3 separate regions of the Mus musculus genome follow, and regions 1 and 2 are each linked to region 3. A link is a contact called in public HiChIP or PLAC-seq data. All regions are on one chromosome and are shown on one strand. The core of a region is the stretch at or near the end of the contact, and the rest is flanking DNA. Distances in the headings are between cores, read along the strand shown.

Evidence for each region. HiChIP or PLAC-seq counts read pairs in DNA pulled down with a chosen protein or histone mark.
Region 1: a contact with region 3 is called in an H3K4me3 HiChIP or PLAC-seq map of the 230-238 cell line, with 6 times the contacts expected there. The contact joins the promoter of Xpnpep2 here to the promoter of Utp14a in region 3. A contact is called at or near these places in 19 of 39 promoter capture datasets (the 3T3-L1 cell line, 3T3-L1-derived adipocytes, the C10 cell line and 11 more), 2 of 15 datasets of contacts at CTCF or cohesin (large pre-B cells and pro-B cells), 28 of 484 Hi-C or Micro-C datasets (B cells, CD4 T cells, CD8 T cells and 17 more), 15 of 115 datasets of contacts at active chromatin or transcription factors (the 230-238 cell line, DN3 thymocytes, the SCID.adh cell line and 10 more) and 4 of 9 other capture datasets (adipose tissue, liver, macrophages and 1 more).
Region 2: a contact with region 3 is called in an H3K27ac HiChIP or PLAC-seq map of embryonic stem cells, with 4 times the contacts expected there. The contact joins the enhancer-like site here to the promoter of Utp14a in region 3. A contact is called at or near these places in 3 of 484 Hi-C or Micro-C datasets (B cells and bone marrow-derived dendritic cells), 6 of 115 datasets of contacts at active chromatin or transcription factors (the SCID.adh cell line, embryonic forebrain, embryonic stem cells and 1 more) and 3 of 9 other capture datasets (adipose tissue, liver and macrophages).

What each region holds. Positions count from the first base shown.
Region 1 is chrX:48,106,902-48,111,294 of GRCm38.p6, forward strand. Xpnpep2 (X-prolyl aminopeptidase (aminopeptidase P) 2, membrane-bound) reads left to right here and starts at 1,824. Exons shown (of 21, transcript NM_133213.2): 1 at 1,824-2,293. The coding sequence starts at 2,245.
Region 2 is chrX:48,071,200-48,076,002 of GRCm38.p6, forward strand. No RefSeq gene overlaps it. Among named protein-coding and RNA genes, the nearest start is that of Xpnpep2, 35 kb to the right of the region's middle. Within about 2 kb of position 1,387, at least 11 of the 459 cell types and tissues checked have an H3K27ac peak or open chromatin away from gene starts, as enhancers often do. A contact at or near this core is called in embryonic stem cells, where this site is marked.
Region 3 is chrX:48,255,171-48,259,791 of GRCm38.p6, forward strand. It overlaps Utp14a (UTP14A small subunit processome component), which reads left to right and starts at 1,764. Exons shown (of 15, transcript NM_028276.1): 1 at 1,764-1,798; 2 at 3,170-3,245; 3 at 4,553-4,621. The coding sequence starts at 1,773. Gm39511 (a long non-coding RNA gene) reads right to left here and starts at 1,622. Exons shown (of 3, transcript XR_882302.1): 1 at 1,566-1,622.

The sequences.
Region 1 (4,393 bases), core at 574-3,073, 150 kb before region 3:
ACAGGTAAAGAAACTGAGGGCTCAGAGAGGTGAAATCAACGCCCAAGGCCACACAGATGACCGTAGACAGTAACTGTCCCCGAAAGGCTATCTCTGCATGAACCCGTGCTTGTCCTGTGAGGTATTTGCTCCAGCCTAAACAGGAGGTGAGTGCCTTTGAGTGGCCATTTCCTCTATCCTCCGATTTCTGGGAATTACGTCTTCACCAGTCATGGAAAGGGTGGGAAAGAGGGGACAGGATGGAGGGGAAGACAAGAGCTTTGGCAGTCATGGAATGACACAGAGTTCTCTCCCAGTTCTTGGCCCTGAGGCTGGGGTCTTCTGCCCTTTGCTTTCCCCTGAAGACAGAGGTCAAGGAGTATCCTCACTTAGCTTGACTCTGCCTTGTCAGGGGGTCCCAGAAAGACCCCCCTTCCCTCTACAGAAGGCTCTACCTCATCGTTCTTTTCTATTGCTTGATAATTTCATACACACATAAAATGTATTTTGATCAAAGCACCCCTATTCTTTCCACTCCAACTCCTCTACTATCCCATGTACCTTTTTCCCCTCCCAACATACTGCACCTTTTTTTTTTTTAAATACTCTGAGTCCAGTTAGTGGGTGTGGGAATACCCACTGGAGCACGGAAAGCCTCTTAGGAGCACATATCTGAAAACAGACTCTCCCTCTCTTAAAGGCAATCAGTTACCTCAGAGAAGGGTGGGACTTCACGAACCCCCCCCCCCAAATCTCCCGTAGGAATGAATGCTTCATCATTCTTAAATGGATTGTTGAAAGCCACCAACAATTTATTATGGTTACATTAGAAATAAAGTCAAAGCTAGACATGATGGTCAATGCCTGTAACCCTAGTAGCCAGGAGGCTGAGGCAGGAGGATTATAAAATCAAGACTAGACTGGGCTGGTTTTTTTGTTTTGTTTTGTTTTGGTTTGGTTTGTTTTGGTTTGGTTTTTTTGAGACAGGGTTTCTCTTTGTAGTCCTGGCTATCCTGGAACTCACTTTGTAGAGCAGGCTGACCTTGAACTCAGAAATCTGCCTGCCTCTGACTCCCAAATGCTGGGATTAAAGGTGTGTGCCACCACCACATGGCTGGGCTGATCTTTTGCTACAAAACCCCTTATTGAAATGAATCATTGTTACTTGGAAGAATTTCTTTCTGGGCTCACAGGACCCCAGAGGTTCTAGAGAGCCTTTCCTTGGAGCTGTCTTAGAATCAGTGTGGCGTGACACTCCCTGATGGGACAGAGTACAGGGGGTGAGTGCATGTGCCTGCCAGCACACACACACACACACACACACACACACACACACACACACACATGATTTCTGCTTTTCAGCTTTCTGCTTCCCTCCCAGTGAGTTCTGTTCGGGAAGCTATGTCAAGAGTATTTCCAGTTTGCTGTCTTCTCAGACCCCTCAGACTCCTCCTTTGGGGTATTCTAACTTCAGCTGCATCCCCTGGTCCCTGCAGATATTTGGGCCTTCAAAGGCATTCCAGATATCAAGGCCCCTAAGCAGCTTAGGCTTTGCAAAGCCCAGAACATGCAGCTGAATGGCACTGGGGGATCCCCAGGGAAGGTCTGCTGGTATATTTTAGGATGGACTAGTGGGGAAAGTCATGCCACCAATTGTAACTCAGTTACCAGTTGTAAGACAGTAACCCCTCTCCCCAGTTGCAATCAACATTCCTGATCTGGGTGTGGGAGTGGGAGAACACTCATACACTCATTCACTGGCTTTTTTTTTTTTGACACAGGAGGGCTTAGAGGAGGAATAGAAGTAGGAGCAAATATCTATCCCAAAGCAAAAGCAGGGCTGCACCAGTGCCTGATGTGAGCTAATAGGAAACAGCTTGCTGGAGGGTGGGGAACAGAATTCAGAAACTGCTAGGGTAGAGCTGCTGAAGAGGGGGGCTGGGAGAGGCTGGGTGATTGAGACCAGCTGTTGCTCGTCCATCTCAGAGATCTTTGGACTCTGCCCAGGGGCAGGCTCACACCCTACCTACCCTAAGCCACAAGAAACCAGCACAGGTTGCTTGGGCAGCCCGAGGCACACTCTCCACGGTGGCTTCCCAGACTTCCTGAAACAAAAGATTACAGAAGGATCCTCATCTAACATCGAGACACAGCCATCAACCTTATTTGCTTCTGCCCAGGAAAGGCCTGGAAGAAGAGGCCACCAAACAACCCAACCCTCTCTCCAGTCCCTTGATCTACTCGTCGCCTGCATCTGGAGACCCAATGGCCCAAGCCTACTGGCAGTGCTACCCCTGGCTTGTTCTCCTCTGTGGTATGTGCACCCCAGCCACTCCCAGCAGGCAGCTCTGATCTCTCTCTCTCTCTCCAGGCTCAGAAAAGTTTGGAGTAAGGGCTAGGACCCAGGTTATCTTTTTTTCTCTTTGTCACTTTATCTTGCAGAAAAGGCCCCTGGTGGGGCCTTCATGACTTGGATCAAATCTAGTTTGGCCCCTTTCCATGCCCAGACAAAGTGATTGCGTCACTTGTGAGGTTGATGGCTTTTTAAAAATGACTGCACGAAAGGCCTTGCAGAAGGGAGCCAGGTGGAACACACACACAACACAGTCTGTTAGGGATGTAGAACTAGTGAGTACTGGAGGGCTTGCTGCCAGAAAGTTACTAAGAGGAATCCTTGAGGTCCAAGGATGGCGTATTCTTGCTAAACTGACTTAACAGGATTCTTACTGAAGGCTGGCCAAGGTGATGAGGTACTAAGGGGTGGGGAATAAAGACTCTGATCTGATCTTGAAGGTGATCAGATATTGAAGGGTGGAAGTTTTCTCTAAACTGACTTAGCAGAATTCTTGCTAGGACAATAAAGACCTGGCAGGACAGGGCAGGTACAATAGGTCAATGTTGAGGTTTTGTCAAGAAAAGAGATCAAGGGGAGATGTGACATAACCTGTGGCCTGTTTGTTTCCAAATAAGTACCCAGTTCAGCTTCCCATCACTATCCCTGGTCCTAGGAAAATATTTCTCTTTGTCCTCTGACAGCAGGACCTGTTGATTAATTCAGCATCCAGTTATCTCGTTGGTACCACCCTGTACCAAAGAAAACAGAGAGAATGATAGACCCTGGCTGGTATTCAGATGAACGTGGATTGGCTAGGTCTCACTTCCTATGTTGGCATGTTAGCACTGCTATTTTGCTGGAGAGCTGCTCCGCCAGAATTGGGAGTGCATTTTCTTAGATGAACAGTATGGGTATCATCGCTTCTTTGAATTTATGAGACCAAGTCATTCAAGCAGAGCTTTCATGATGTTCCAGCCCAGCTCCTTTCCTTCTATCTGCTTCTCAAGCCACTTATAAGGTATGGCAACTCCATCCTTCCATGGCCCCAGGGAAGTATGTCCCTTTATAAGTGTCAAGAGGTAGAAAGAAGGGCTGTAAGAGATCACTGGACTTTCAGGTTAGGAAGGATCTCTTTTAAACAGTTCTGGTGCCTGGCACACAGTAGGCACTTAAAATAACATTTTTTTCAGTGAATATTGGGTTGCTTTCTCAGGTTCATACCAAATTTGGTACAGAGCCCAAACAGGAAAATAAACCTCCATAGACTGTGCAGCGTTTGCAGCATCCCTCTATTTCCAGGACCACTTCCTGTGCTTGGCCTCGAAAAAGATGGAAAGGGAACCCCTGTTTTCTTTCATGGTCCTGAGAACTAAAACTGGGGACTTTTACCTTTTTTTTTTTTTGAAGTATGCAAACACTTTACCACTGGGCCTTACAGCCAGCACCATCCTCTGTACCTTCCTTAGGTGGCCTAGGCTCAAACTTCCATCTCACTACTCGGTCACTGTGGCAAAACCTGCACAAATTATCAAACCTATGTGGATCTCGACCTCTCCCATTATAGAAAGTGAATTTCTCCCAAGGTTGTCACAAATATCAGAGGAGAGACAGTTGTAGCTGATCGACAGTGGGACTGCATTCTGGGAAATATACCATTAGGCAATTTTTTGTTGCACAAAAACATGGAATGTGCTTATAAAATCTTTGGGTGACTGTATAATGATATAGGCCCATTGTTATATATGCAGCCCTTAGTTGATCTCAATAGTGTCACAACTATGCAACAGTTACATTGTGGAACTCATTTGTATTTTGTTCTAGATTATCTTTTGAGACAGGCCCTCATGTAGACCAGGCTGGCTCCAAACTTGCAACACAGCCAAAGTTAACCTTGCATTTCTGCCTCTCCCTCCACAGCATCAGTAATTCAGGCATACAGTGCTATCTATGCTCTGCTGTAAATCACCGACTTCCATGTCTGGCACATAGTAGGAGCTCTTTAAATGTTCAGTCACCTTTCTCTGCCCCATGACGGTGTTGGACTAGAATTCCTGTTTTATAGTTAGTTGAAGCCTAGAA
Region 2 (4,803 bases), core at 137-2,636, 180 kb before region 3:
TAAATAAATAAATAAGCAAACAAACTATATATACATATATATGTGTATATATGTATACACACACACACATATATAGATATAGATATAGATAGATATAGATATAGATATAGATAGATAGATATCCACCCTAAGGATAGAAAATACAGCTCAGTGACACAGCAGTTGCTTAGAAGGTGAAGGCCCTGGGTTTGAACCTACCGAGAGAAAGAGAATGATGAAGTCAAAGCAGAAGAGAAAAAAGAAATTCTCTCCGTTCTGGAGGCTAAAAGTCCAAAACCAAGGTATCAGTCAGGCCATATTCCCTGAAAAAGCTCAAGTGAATATCTTTTCTTACTCCTTCCAGGTAGCCAAAGTCTAGTCCCCGTCACAGTGACTCTCTGTCTCTCTCTGTTTCTCTCCATCTGGCTCACTCTGGCTCACTCTGGCTCTCTCTCTCGCTCTCTCTCTCTCTCTCTCTCTCTCTCTCTCTCTCTCTGTGTGTGTGTGTGTGTGTGTGTGTGTGTGTGTGTGTGTATGGCTCTGTCTCTCTGTCTCCCCTCTGTGTCTCTCTCTCTCTCTCTCTTTCTCTCAGATGGAGCCCATGACCTTGGGCACATGCTAGAGAAGCACTCTACTGCTGACCCACATCCCGAGACATCCTCACTCTCACCTCCCCACCCGCAACGCATAAGTCCCTCTTATGAGAATGGCGGTCATTGGATGAGAGCCCATTCTTACTGTGACATCAGCCAACAGGCCACATCCTAAATTCTGGGTGGCATGAATTCAAAGAAACACTATTCAACACACTACAAACAGTGATATGGTCTTCAGGGATCCTGTGGGGGCCAGGAAGATAGCAAGGTAAGGCAGAGCAAGCAGCCCAACAGCAGTGTGCGCACAGAGCCCCTGCAGAGTTCCAACACAGAGCACCTGCTGAGCTCCTACACATGCAGATTCGGATCCAGCCTGCTGGGGTGGCTCTGAATTTCTCACCAGCTCCCAGGTGATGGCCCTGCTGCTCCTCCTGCTTTGAATAACAAGGAGGTTCGGCAAGAAAAGAGCTTTGAAAGCAGATGTCCAACAGGGTTATTACATTTCTTTTGTAACAAGCTTTTCCCAGGCTCTTGTTTCCCCACACCTGGATCTTGTGAGAACTGTAGAAGAAATAAAGTGTTTTTATTTGGAGATTCCTTCCTTTCCCCTTCCCTCAGAAAAGCAGACTTGTGCACAGACACTTGAGTTTGGGTAGTTTCCTGCCTGGTGTATCATCTAAAAGCACGAGGAATGAATGAATGTGAAGAAGGAGAACAATCAGTGAAGAGATTGTTTGGGCAGGACTGAGGATGTAGTTCAGTTGCTGGATTGCTTACCCTGGATCTAATGGACGTTGGATGGTGCTGGATTTAATCTCCTGCACAGCATGTGGTGGTTCAAGCATGTAATCCCAGCAGTCCCTGAAAGCGGAGGCAGGAGGATCAGGAATTCAAGGTTATCCTGGGCTATATAGCAAGTTCAAGCCTGCCTGAGCAACGTACAAACCTATCTTTTAAAAAGAGAGAGCGTATAAATGCTTAGGTTGCTGCCAGGGCATGCAGCATCCCACTTGGGAGCCCACCAAGAAATTGAGCACATGCCTAAGACTCATCCTACTAGAGTATTGTTCACTGGTTCCTATCCAGGATCAATTAAAGGTTACCCTCAGGGGCTACAGGGGTTAGGGGTGGGAAAGCAAAGGAGGAAGGCAGTCACATGCTGGAAGTAGGCTCCTGCAGTTGCTGGCAGCCTGGACTAGGATGGAATGAGGGCCCGAGGAAGAGAATTACTCTTAGTGTAATGTAATGTGTGCTTCTAGGTCACCATAGGAAGTAGCAACTTCAATGCCTCCCAGTGCCTACCTTCATCAACCTCAATCTGTCTTCACTCTTTGACACGGAAAGTGGCTTTTTATTGACATAACAATCCTTTAAGATAAGGGTCAGGAGACTCTTTCCATTTTATAGCCAGGGAAACCAGAGGGCCAGAAAAGCCAACTCATTTACCCAAGGTCACTCAGGAAGTGGCAGAAGAGATAACACAATTCACAAGAACTGCAATAGAGGATCCTTTACTGTTGGCAAATTAAAGGGACCCTGATGTCACCGTAGTTGTCAAAACTGATTCGCTTTCACTCCTCAACCATGTGCATTCGAGTTACTTCTCCTCCCCGGCTTATCTCAAACTCCGGGAAAGCTTAGCCCTAAGGGTAGTTAGTCATCTAGAATTGCCCCCTCAGGTAGTTGGGAAACCTCCCGGAGCTCCCTCTCAATGGTACTCCCCAGAACCATAGCTGAGATAAGGATGAAGGGAGACCAGTTTGTCCAAGACTGTTTACCACCCATACTTCTGGCTCCCCGACCCAATTCCTACCCCTCTACAGACCTAGACCTCTGGCCAGAACACCAGAGAAAGACTGGTAGTCCCCTTGTTTCTTCTTATGACCACACTTCAATAAATCCCTTTTCTGCTTTATCAGTCTTGTTTACACACAGCTTCTTGCCCTATTAAAACACAGTAGGGCCATCAGACACTGTTTCTTCCCTTTACAAAACAATTGACTGCAAGCAGGAACCAGGTATTCCCTCAAGTTCATATGGATTTTACTCACTGTCGGTATTTGCTAGGCTGGACAGGTACATTTGATATGAATGGATTTTTTTCCCTTGGGTAATTGGTTTGTGAATAAATCTCAGCTCTATAAAGCAAAAGATGAATTGACGGATGAAATCGAGTAATTCAGTGATTTGATATCATTAGTTTAAAAATGTCACCATAAGATTTCTTCAAGGAGTGATTTTCCCAAGCACATCAAATGTAGGACTCTTACACACATTTCGGGAAAAACAAGTTATTCTCAAAATAAGAGAGATCTATTCTTCTGCTGTAATAGAGAGCTGTTCATGTTCCATTTCCAATCAGAAAGCTCCCTGAGAGAAGGGGTGGTGTCCATTCTTTGCCATTTGGTGTCAATATATACAGAGAGAGCTGGCACTTCCAAGTTCAAGGCAGCTAGCCCTTAATAATTAGCATAGAGCAGTTTGGTGAGGATTTTCTTTTGTTAAGATTTATTTATTATTATATGTAAGTACACTGTAGCTATCTTCAGACACACCAGAAGAGGGTGTCAGATTTCATTACAGATGGTTGTAGATCTCATTACAGATGGTTGTGAGCCACCATGTGGTTGCTGGGATTTGAACTCAGGACCTTCGGAAGAGCAGTCAGTGCTTTTAACCCCTGAGCAGAGAATGCAGAATTGCAAATGGCTGCCTCAAAGAAGCTGCCAGTACTCTTGGAGAGACCAGCAGAGCACAGTAAAACAACCCGTGAGCTAGAGAATGAGATCGAATGCTTGTGTCCATCTCCGACCCTGGGTATTGAAGTTGCTTTAGGGAGAGAAAGAAGGGAGGGAGGACAAGTAAGAAAATAGATGACGTGGAAAGAGCACTGGGCTGGGAACCACGAGAAGTGGCTTCTAGATGAACCTCTTTCCAACCCTCTGTGGCGCCTTACATGTTCAGTTCTCTCTCACAGACCTTAGTCTCATCCAGTTGGCAGCTGAGCAGGGTACACAGGAGATCTGCACTCTACTGATGCACATGATACCTAGAGTCTAAGGAGCTGTGTTTGCTCCGACAGCTTCTCCTGAGCACCAGCTACTTACCGGGCACCATGCCAGGCACTGGGAGGCAGAAGTCCAATGACAATGCTGAAGTAGCTGCAGTCCCCCAACCCACCTGGCTCTTCTGGCTTCTCCACCTCTGCTTATAGTGTGACACTTAGCTCACTGTGTCACCATCCTCATTCTCTTAGCCATCTGGAAGATACAGACTCTTCAAACTCCTCTAAAGGAATCATCTCTTTTAGGAAGATTTGAGACCTTGTCTGCTCCAGCTTGTACAACGGAACACCGCAGACTGGAAGTTTTCATCATATCGTTCAAAATTCCAGAGCCTGGAAGTCTGCAACCTGGGCACTGTTATGATGTAGTTCTTGGTCTTTTCTATGGTTTGTCTATGGCCATCTTATATTTCCCAGGGCAAAGAGGGAGGAGGAGTGGGAAAGATGGGAAGGAGAGAGAAAGAGAGAGAGAACCCTGATTATTCATAGGACCACAACTTGCTATAATGAGGGCCCTACCCTGATAACTCTATCACCCCAGAAGCTCAACCTCCCATACTCCTATACTATAACTTTCTTTATATGATTTGAACCCATGAGTCTTGGAAGAGTGTGAACATTATGTGTGTGTGTGTGTGTGTGTGTGTGTGTATTTCATATAAGTAGAAGTGACTTTTTATTGTCTTTAGGAATGAAAGAAGGGGAGGAATATGGTCAAAGCACATGATACACTTGTGTGAAAGTGATTCTATGAAATCTATCATTATATATGACAAAGTAAGCCAATAAATTATATAGAAACTTCCCTTCTGGAAAATATTGTAACACTAGGCCTGAGCCAGAGTATGAGACAAGGGTGGGGGGAGGGCAGAACAGTTTCCTTCTGTACACCATTATTACCTCATCTGTCTCTGTCTAGTTTCTGCTGCTACAACTTAATGCTACAATCTGGGTAACTTATAAAGCACAGAGGTCTATTTAATTCATGGTTATAGAAACTGGGAAGTCGCAGAATACTGGTTTACATTGTTACAGGTAGCCCACCAGAGAAGACCACTCAGACGTGGTTTACAGGCAAATGAAAGTCTTTATTCTAGCTGGCTGGGACCATACCCAGGTATTTGGGGGATCTAGATAACAAGCAGTTAGCTGAAGTGGGTTGTA
Region 3 (4,621 bases), core at 514-3,013:
TTAGGGCATAAGTTTATTAGAAGCACACAACAAAGAAAATGGAAGAAGAGCCGGGTGTGGTGGCGCACACATTTAATCCCAGTACTCGGGAGGCAGAGGCAGGCGGATTTCTGAGTTCGAGGCCAGCCTGGTCTACAAAGTGAGTGCCAGGACAGCCAGGGCTACACAGAGAAACCCTGTCTTGAAAAACAAAAAAACAAAAAACAAAACAAAAAAAACAAAAAAGAAAGAAAGAAAATGGAAGAAGATGGTCATAGAGCTACCATCATAGAGGATACCAGGAGAGAGCAGTCAGGGAACTCTGGGCTAGAGTTTTAGCAACATTTAAAATTGACTGGGAGGGGAGCAGTGAGCAGGATGTAAAGTAAAAATAAATAATTTTTAAAAAATTGTCCTTAAGCCCACTGGAAAATTGTGTCTATGAAACCATAGAAAATATCTGCTTTGTTCAACAATGTATCAATAACTCCTAAAAACCTGGCACATAGTCAATGATTAAAAAAATTTTACTGAATGAATAATGAAAAACAAAAACAACTATCAAATCCCATATTCAATTCTGGGACCACAAAGACTAGAAAGTATTATTTTATTTAAGAATTTTAGAGCATTGCCGATTACCATAAGAAATTTCAGTGCAACCGTTGGAGAAAACAAAATGGAAATGACCTAAAAGAAATGGCAATAATGTTTTTATGCAAGAAGTCTCAGGCTGGTCAAAAGCATTTGACACCCTCCCCCCAACCCTGACAACCTAAATTTAATCCCCTGCAGCCAGATGGTGAAAGGAATTCCTACAGGTTGTCCTGATTTCCGCGTGTGCAATGGCATGCGTACACACGCGCGCGCACACACACACGCGCACGCACACGCAAATGCACTCACACACATAGATAGGTTTATTATTTACAAATTATGCCAGACGTGGTACCACAAAAGCATGTAATCTCAGCAGGTCGGGTGCTAAAGCAAGAGGATCACCAATTTAAGGCTAGCCTGTCTCAAACAAGAAAAAAAAAAAAAAAAAAAAAAAAGCAAGAGTTGAGAAACTGCAGCCTCATGCCTGTGCTGCAAGCAGTTTACTAGTGAGCTATGGACCGGATAAAATAAGATTGTGTGTGCGTGCATGTGTGTATGGGTCCTACTATGTTGCACCGGATGGAGCAAGAAGAGATCTTTCTGCCTCATAACACATTCTCGAGTGACATTTTCTTGTATAGGAAAAGGGGACAATGAGCTGTAATCACAGGTACACCGGCTCAAAAAGAATTTCTCTTCAGATGGATAGAAACTTGCTACGTTCCCGTCCCCTTGATCTGGCAGGAGTCCAACACAGTCTGGGGCTGGCCAGTCCAGAGCTGTGCGACAGAGTCCAACGGGGCCTGGCCCTGGAGGCTTTGTTTTGGTTTGATTGGTTTTGGTTTTAGCTCCGTCCCTGACAGCGCAGCACCCTCGCCCTCACCACACTAATCTCGGACCGCAAGAAAACCGAATGCCAGGGAACCAATACCGCCAACCTAAATAAAAACCTCTCAGAAGAATGGGGACCGGCAAGTCCCACCCACCGGCAGTGCGGACCAACTGGCAGGCAGCCGGCTTTTCCATCGACCAATCCTGGAGCGCCTACAATACTTTGCAAGCCTCCCCCTGGGCGGAAATGACGCGCGTTGTCGCGCGTGATTAGCGGAAGCAAAATTTGCTTTGCGGCAGGCAAGGAGCTTGCTCTCTCTTTGGTTTCCGTTCCTGACCCATGTGAGTTACCGGCGACAGCGATGAACTCTATCAAAGCTACGAAGGGGTAAGACGTAAAAGGGAAAGGAGATTCCCGGGTATTTTTGAGGGCTGAATTTCCTGTATTTAGGGAAGTGGAAGCCGAACTGCTGTTTGTTAGAGATTCGCCTCCCCAAACCCTGCCAGTAGTTAATGTATCGGCTAGGAATCCTAAAGTCCCTTAATTTAAATTGGCTTTGCTCCTCAGTTTCTCGGCTCTTAAGTTGCATCGCTGTTAGGTCTGATGGTCGTCCGACTCTTGGCAAAGTTACTATTGATTTCCCTTTATTTGTCACGTGCGCATTTTCTGCCTCTGCCACGCGCAACATGCGCCGTCTGTGAGAGTGCCAAGTTGTGCCAGACCTAACAGGTATTTCATGTTACCCCTCAACGTTAGAAAAATCTAAATGTAGTCGCTTTGGTAATGTTTGCTTAGTAAATACCGAGATCCACTGTTAAGTAATAGTAGGTTTTTCCTAAATTCTAATCACCTTAAACACCCATTTATACAGTTGGTTTCAACCATTACCCTACGTCCTCAGTTATGCGAACAAATTATCAAGATTACATTTTTAATAAGTTGCACTTAATCAAGGCACCTGACCGGTGGGAGATCCATAGAAGCATTAATAGAATGTTTTCGAATGTTTAAAAGGTTTCCCAGTTGGTGGCGGCACACGCCTTTAATCTCAGCACTTGGGAGGTAAAAGCAAGCCAATCTCCAAGTGTGAGGTCAGGCTGGTCTACAAAGCGAGTTCCAGGACAGCTAAGGTTACACCGAACAACTCTTGTCTCAAAAAATAAAATAAAATACACGTTTAAATAGTTAATAGGAAACTGCCTTTGCCTCAAAAGACAGCAGTAGCGTCAGTGGGAAATTGAAGCATAGTAAGTAACAGAAGTGCAGGGTCAGCCACTAACCAGTGTTGTCTTTCCCATGCCGATATTGTCATCTTGGAAGTGATGCCTGACCCCCTTCTAAAAACACTTTAACTAATTACCTTCTGTTTTGTTTTTTTGCACCTCTTCTCAGATAAGAATACTCAGAACTGAGCAAACAGATATTTGTTTAGATCAATAGTTCTCCACCTTCCTAGTGCTGCTCAACCCTTTACTACAGTTCCTCATGTTCTGGGGTTCATGACCACCTCCCAAAACATAAACCATAAAATTACTTTCCTTGCTTCTTCATAACTGCACTTTTGCTACTGTTATGAATTGTAACATGAATAATGTCTGAAATGCGGGATATCTGACACATGACCCATGGGAATGGACCTTTTGCCCCCCCCACACACACACACACCCCTGTGGGTTTTGACCCACAGGTTGAGAACTGCTGGTTTAAAAGAAGAGTTATTTCATGTGCTAATGTTTCTGTGTTGCCTTTTTAAAACAGCCTTCTGGCTTTGAGCCAGCAGGATGATCTAATGGATTTGACAAGCAACTACCCCTTGAGTGCCAGTGAAGATGAGGTAGGTGACAGCTGTTGAACGGATTCAAAATTAGGGTGAACAAAACACTCCTGGAGAGGAAAGGGGAATAAAAATGTGTGCGTGTAAAGAAGGTTACTAAAACTCTAACATATGCTATCTTTTTTTTTTTTTTTTTTTTCTGGTTTTCAAGGCAGGGTTATACAGCTCTGGCTATCCTGGAACTTGATCTGATGCTATCTGAATTTTAAACCTATTCCCCTGACAAAACTACTTACATTGTTTTTCCTCTTTCTCTGTGAACTATTTTAATACCAACACATGGGAAGCAGAGCCTGGTAGCTCTCTATGATTTTGAGGCCAGCCTGGTCTAAAAGGCAAGTTCCAGACTAACCAGGGTTACATAGTGAGACCCTGTCTCAAAAAGGGTAGTGGGAGTTTTCTCCTGGGGGGAGGGGAAACACTTCGATAACTGTGGCTATGAATTGAACTATTTTTCAGTGTTTCTGTATGAAAAACACTTTTTGTATCTTTTTTTTTTTTTTTTTTTTTTTTTTTTTTTTTTGGCTTTTCGAGACAGGGTTTCTCTGTATAACCCTGGCTGTCCAAGAACTCACTTTGTAGACCAGGCTGGCCTTGAACTCAGAAATCTGCCTGCCTCTGCCTCCCAAGTGCTTGGATCGAAGGCGTGCGCCACCACTGCCCAGCTAAGAAACACTTTTTGTAAAAACAGTATTTTTAGCTGTTTAGCTGGGATATTAGGGCTGGTGAGCTGGCTTAATGGGTAAGAGCACTGACTTCTCTTCTGAAGGTCCCGAGTTCAAATCCCAGCAACTACATGATGGCTCACAACCACCCATAATGAGGTCTGACACCCTCTTCTGGTGCATCTGAAGTCAGCTACAGTGTACTTATGTGTAATAATAAATAAATCTTTGGGCCGGAGCAAGCAGGGACTGAGTGAGCAGAGTTGACCAGAGTGAGTGGGGGCCGACCAGAGCGAGCAGATGTCCTAAAAATTTAATTCCCAACAACCACATGAAAGCTCACAACCATCTGTACAGCTACAGTGTACTCACATAAAATAAATAAATAAATCTTCAAAAAATAAATCAGGGCATTAGCTCCCAAGTTACCAAGGATTCACATTGCTTGTGAAGATCATGTTTGGATTCTGAAACAATTCCTAATTCCAATTCCAGCTTTGTAATTAGGGTGTTTACATACAATATCTCATCGGATTCCCCTCTTCTCTACCAACCAGAACCAACATTTTTATATGGACTTGTTTCCAAGTTGTCTCTTCCCTCCTTTCATTGCCCTGATGGAGTTTCCTTTTCTGTGTCTAGGGGGACAGTGATGGAGAAAGAAAGCATCAAAAACTTCTGGAAGCAATTGGTTCCCTTAGTGGAAAAAAT